2 separate regions of the Mus musculus genome follow, and region 1 is linked to region 2. A link is a contact called in public promoter capture Hi-C data. All regions are on one chromosome and are shown on one strand. The core of a region is the stretch at or near the end of the contact, and the rest is flanking DNA. Distances in the headings are between cores, read along the strand shown. Region 1 holds the start of F630040K05Rik (RIKEN cDNA F630040K05 gene). Region 2 holds the start of Pex6 (peroxisomal biogenesis factor 6).

Evidence for each region. Promoter capture Hi-C pulls out the DNA fragments that hold promoters and counts their contacts.
Region 1: a contact with region 2 is called in a promoter capture Hi-C map of pre-B cells, with 9 times the contacts expected there. The contact joins the promoter of F630040K05Rik here to the promoter of Pex6 in region 2. A contact is called at or near these places in 2 of 39 promoter capture datasets (hippocampal neurons and pre-B cells), 2 of 15 datasets of contacts at CTCF or cohesin (embryonic stem cells and large pre-B cells), 2 of 484 Hi-C or Micro-C datasets (the G1E-ER4 cell line and cerebellum) and 3 of 115 datasets of contacts at active chromatin or transcription factors (embryonic stem cells, large pre-B cells and pancreatic cancer cells).

Annotation. Positions count from the first base shown.
Region 1 is chr17:45,733,245-45,735,944 of GRCm38.p6, reverse strand. It overlaps F630040K05Rik (RIKEN cDNA F630040K05 gene), which reads right to left and starts at 1,439. Exons shown (of 5, transcript NR_152153.1): 1 at 1,099-1,439. It overlaps 1600014C23Rik (RIKEN cDNA 1600014C23 gene), which reads left to right and starts at 2,101. Exons shown (of 2, transcript NM_028164.1): 1 at 2,101-2,359. The coding sequence starts at 2,152.
Region 2 is chr17:46,710,078-46,712,777 of GRCm38.p6, reverse strand. Pex6 (peroxisomal biogenesis factor 6) reads right to left here and starts at 1,302. Exons shown (of 17, transcript NM_145488.2): 1 at 394-1,302. The coding sequence starts at 1,278.

The DNA of each region.
Region 1 (2,700 bases), core at 190-2,689, 980 kb after region 2:
TTCTTCCAAGGTCAGGGAAGGAAAGCCGGCCATCTCCAGTGCGCCTTCCCCATTTAAGATGTTGGGAGAGGCATCTCTGTCCCTCAAGCTCTTTTTCCTGCCCAAAGCCACCTGGGTTCATCCTGTTGTCTAACTTCGAACCCTCTGACAGGTTAAGTCTAAATCATCAAAAAGAAAGGCAAACTTCCTGGGGGGCAGCTGGGGGGGTGGGGAGGACAGGCCAGGGAGACCGGACTTACTAGCCCTACACAAGGAAGGATTCTCTACCCACCTCCCTGGTGGCCTCAGTCCTTGGGCAGCGCCCTCTGCTGGCCAGAAAGAAATGCAGGAAAGAACAGAGTCCTACAGATCTTTGGGAAGGTCTGAGAAGGGGGACAAGGGACAGAGAAACAAGTAAAAACGTTAAGCTGCCCTGTCACTGACCTGAGCATACATAAAGAAGCAACCCTAGATGTGAGGAAGTTGTGACCCGCTTTATATGGACCTAGGGGTTAAGCAAGCTGGCAAACAGACTTTTAACACCCCAGAAGTGGCACTTCCTGCCCTGAATAGCTCAGTTGCCCTCTGCCCCTGAAACTCTTATTCCTGCCAGAAAGCCTTTCCTGCCACCTCCTACCAGGGCAACGTGCTAGAAGGTGCAGCTATAGCCAGAACCCTAGAACCTAAGAGCTGAGAGAGAGAGGGCACCTCAAGCCAGAAACATACACACAGAGATCCAAGCCCAGATCCCTGCTACAGCAGAACTCAAGATAGAATTAGGCCCTGGCCCTGAGTCACATCTTGGCATGAGCTTGCCTGACCAAGACAGGCCAGCTTGTCCAGAGGTGAGACTTAGGTCACAACCCATCGCCCTACCTCTGATGCCAGGTATCCTTCCCCTCACGTCCCACACGTGGGGTCAGGGTGGGGCCTGGGATGGACTGGGCTGGGCTAGTGCTGAGACCAGTGAAGGGTGGAGCACTTGGAAGGCAGAGGAGGGACATCCTGGGTGAGGGAGGCTACGAGTGTCCCCAAGGACTGGTGGCTTCTGGATTATCCTCTGGTGGTTGCTTCTCTAGCCCTGGGCATCTGCACAGGACCTTCACCCGGCTGACTTACCTCCAAAGACGGCAGCTCCTGACCTTCCCGGGCCCATTAGGGCCTGAAGCAGGGCCACACTTCCATGCTGCAGCCAGAGGGCCAGGCTTGTCTGCAGCCCTCCCCGTCAAGCACATGACCCAGTGGGCTTCCTTTGTGGCCCCCTGCATTACTTAACTGATTCACTGATCCCCCTAAGTGGCCAGGTCCCTTTCAGACCCAGGCAGCCTAGGGAGACTCCTAGGGGCAGTGTTGAAGCCCAGGAGGTACAGAGATCTACCGGCTTTAATTGGAAGTAATTAGTTAATCTACTCTGAAAGCAGTGGGGGAGGGGAGGAAGCTTTGGGGAAAGAAGACTCTACACTGTCAATCTGGTGAGTCTTGGGGGACCATAACTCTCCCCTGCACACGCACTCACTTAGAAGGCCTTTCTTTTCAACCCCAAGGCAAACCCAGGCCCGGAACAGACAGGGGGCAGCTTTGTATACAACAAAGCAGGTGCCCTGGGTTTGGTGGGAATCACCTTTGAGAGCAAGCCAGGAGAAAACCAAAGAAGGGAGCTAGAGAGATGCAGGAACTCTAGGGTGAGAACTGGTTCCTCTCTGTCACCTCTGTTTGCACCCTGCCCAAGGTCACGCACGTACAGCCCTACAAGTTAGGAGCCAGTGCGCTCCCAGCCCAAAGGCTAGCTTCGCTATTTCGGCAGCGAGAAGCCATTCCCATAACGGGGAAAGGGGCGCCGGAGGACAGAGCCCTAACCAGGCCCCAGGGGGTGTGTCCTCGGCCACAACGCGACGCGGGCAGGCAGCGTGGCGGGGACTCTGGCCGACAGCCTCCCGCGCGGTCCGGAGCAGCTGACCCGCTGGCGATCGGCCAAGTTGCGGCGGGCCGGGAGGCAGCAACGTGCGGCGCGGCATGTCGCGGGCCCGGAGACAGGGAGCTGTGGGGGCGGACCGGCGCGCCGCCTCCCCCCTCCGGGCCCCGGCCCATTCATAAAACCCAAAGGCATTGCCCAGGCCTGGCAGGCTTGGACTCCTAATTGCAAACTCATTAAGGAGTTTGCATCTCATTTACATGGAAATCATTTCCTGGGCCCTCAACAGAGAACTGTCCTCTCTATCCATCAGGCATACTGTGCCCAGTTCGACCCATCTACAGAGTGGGACAGAAGGGGGCCTGTCTTTCGGCCAGTGCCCCCCTCCCCAGTCTACCCACTGGGAGTCCCGGAAAGGGGGGCGGTTGGCAGAGCACCCACCAGCAAGGAACCCTGCCTGCGCCCCAGGTGAGCTGGCTCTAACCCCAGTGGGTCCAAGTGAGGGAGGTGCCCGCCAAGTCATTTGCCCCCCGGCCTGGCCGTGCCCAGGGAAGGGAGGAGGCGGTAGGCATTGGTCCGAAGCAGCTGGTTGTACCTGGCAAGAGTAGACCTGGTGGGTGAGGCAGTTCGTGCCCAGCCTCACGTACCTCCCTGCTACAGGCCGTGCCCCCACCCCCACACCCCTTACCCCACAGAACAAGCGCTCAGTGACTCCAGACACAGACACCCAGTCACAGCGCACAAAGGCACCCACAACTGGGCCAGCCGTCATAGCCACCATCCTGGCAGCCACTCTCGATGGCACACAG
Region 2 (2,700 bases), core at 53-2,552:
CAAGAGGAAGAAATGATGTTAAGGTTGTGGTTATAAAATCATGAAAGGATTTATGCGAGTGTCACGTTTAGGTCGGAAATGACAGTTGCTTTATCAGATAAAGTTAGAACAAGAAGTCAGTCAAGGAAAAAGCAAGAGGTACCAGGATAGCATTCTAACGTAGCAACGCAGTTACAGACTAGGGGTACGCAGAGCTGGTACTTGGCAGGGAACCTCATGTTTCACCTGAACACGTGAAAGACAGTTTGATAAGAGAAAATGAGTATACAAGACTAAGAGACCTTAAGTGAAAGGTCTAATTGTAAGGCACAGGGGACCTGAATTCTACAGATTTAGCCTTCCAACTCAGTAAAGACAGGGAAGAGAGCAAAAGTTAAAGGAAGCATTCCTGACCTGAATTCTGAGCTCTCCCACTTCCAGGGGGTCACAGCCGAGATTAAAAGCCAGAGTGGCGGGCAGAAACACCAGTCCGTCAGCGAGTGGCTCTCCCGGCTGCTGCCCGGAGTTGGGTCCCAGTCTCTCAGACAGCTCCCAGCGCGGTTCTAGAACCTGGACTTGAGCCAAGCGCGGCTGCGAGGAGTTGGGTAACTCTGCGACCTGGGCCACCCAGACCCATTCGCCCTGGAAGAGTCCGAGACTCCGGAGACAGCTCCGGCTCACACCCAGCGCATCTCCAGTCCCTCCCAGAACCCCTCGGAGTCGCCGGACCGAGTGGGAAGCTGCAAAGGACGACACTACGGGCGGGGGCGGGGGATGGCTGTGATCCCGACTCTCCTGGCCCAGTTTGGCCCGCCCGCGGAGCTCAGTCACGGCCAGCCGTGTCCCCGGGCCCAGCAACCCCTGCAGGGCCGGTCGCGTCTCCAACACTCGCGATCCGGGCACGGGGAGGGTCTCCCCGCGGCGCACCAACAGCGGCCCGACTCGAGGCCCTAGCCCGGGTCCCGGAGCCGTGGCAAGCAACGCCCAGCCCAGGGCCGGGGGACGCCGCACAAGCCGCGCTCGTACTCGCGCCCCGGGCCCCAGCGCTAGGACCCGCAGCAGCGCGCGGCTCACCAGCAGCGGCGGAGGCCCCGGCCCGCGCTGCTCGCCCTGGGCGCCGGACCCTTCCACGGCCGCCACGAGCAGCGCGGGCTTCGCGGGACTCTCGCTCGCCGGCCGCAGTGCCAGCACCAGCCCCAGCCCCGTCGCTGGCCACGGGCCCCCGGGAGGCAACAGCACCGCCAACGGTGGTGTCTCCGTCGGGAAGGGGTCCAGGACGCGCAGGACAGCCAACGCCATGGCGAAGGAGAAGGAAACCACTCCACTTCCGGAAATAGGGGGCGGAAAAAGTCCGGGGCAAGAGAGGCGTTTCCGCTTCCGGTAGGAAAGTGGGCGGGGTGCCGATGGCCAAGTCGGCCCCTGAGAAGATGCACAGGGGTGGGGGGGAGCCTGGCTTGACGACCGCCTCCGTTGTTGTCGACGCACGCGCCCTTTGAAACTCAGTGGAGGAGCATTTTTACAATTCTGTAGGGCAAGTAGCGTCCTCTCGACCTTCATGCCCCATAACTTGAACTCAGTATTTAACTGACCAAGAGTAATCGGTGTGGGCCAGGCGGTGGTGGCGCACGCCTTTAATCCCAGCACTTGGGAGGCAGAGGCAGGTGGATTTCTGAGTTTAAGGCCAGCCTGTCTACAGAGTGAGTTCCAGGACAGCCAGTACTACACAGAGAAACCCTGTCTCGAAAAACAAAACAAAACAAACAAACAAAAAAGAATAATTGGTGTGAAAAGAAGGATGGGGTTTGGGGAGATGGCTTAGTGGTTAAGAGCACCGACTGCTCTTCCAAAGGTTCTGAGTTCAAATCCTAGGAACCACATAGCGGCTCACAACCATCCGTAATGAGATCTGATGCCCTCTTCTGGGGTGTCTGAAGACAGCTACAGTGTACGGACTTACATAAAATAAATAAATCTTTAAAAACAAAGAAAAGTGGAAAAAGTCCATTTTCCTGAGGATGTCTTAGTTTGTCCTGCTCAGCTGTAGGCACAGCGTCTTGAGGGTTACCGGGAACGTTGTAAGGGGGATGGTGGGATAAAACTGCCCCAGCCATGCTTATGCCAATCTATTTATGCAGCGGCTGCTGGCTGAATTAATGCATGGGATTCATGTAGCCCTGTTGCTTGGTGTTGCCACACTTCTCCCAACACACCCTCCTTAAAGCTCATGTTCCAGTGCCTTGGGTCCTTCACGTTCTCTGTCCTACTCCGATCTAACTTGAAGCTTGAACAGTTTACCTAATTCTAGGAGAGCTATAGGAGAGAAGGCGACAGAGAAGGAAAGGGTTGAAGGCTTCTGTGATGGGAACTGAGCCAATAGCCTTAGTTACTTAGATTTCGTCTTTGTCTTTACTCTTTCTTTTTTATGATTTATTTATTTAAAATTTGTACGTGCACTGCTGTTTTGTCTGTACGTATGTCTATGTGAGGGTGTCAGATCCCCTGGAACTGGAGTTATAGACACTTGTGAGTGACAGGTGGGTACTGGGAATAAAACCTGGGCCTGCTGGTAGAGCAGTTAGTGCTCTTAACAGCTGAGCCATCTCTCCAACTGCCCCCCTCCAGAAGTCTCCTTTGTAATTAACAGATACAGGTTTTTGTGAAATACATTTAATCAATATATTGGATTGTGGCTATTCCCCTTTTCTGGACCTTGTATTTTTT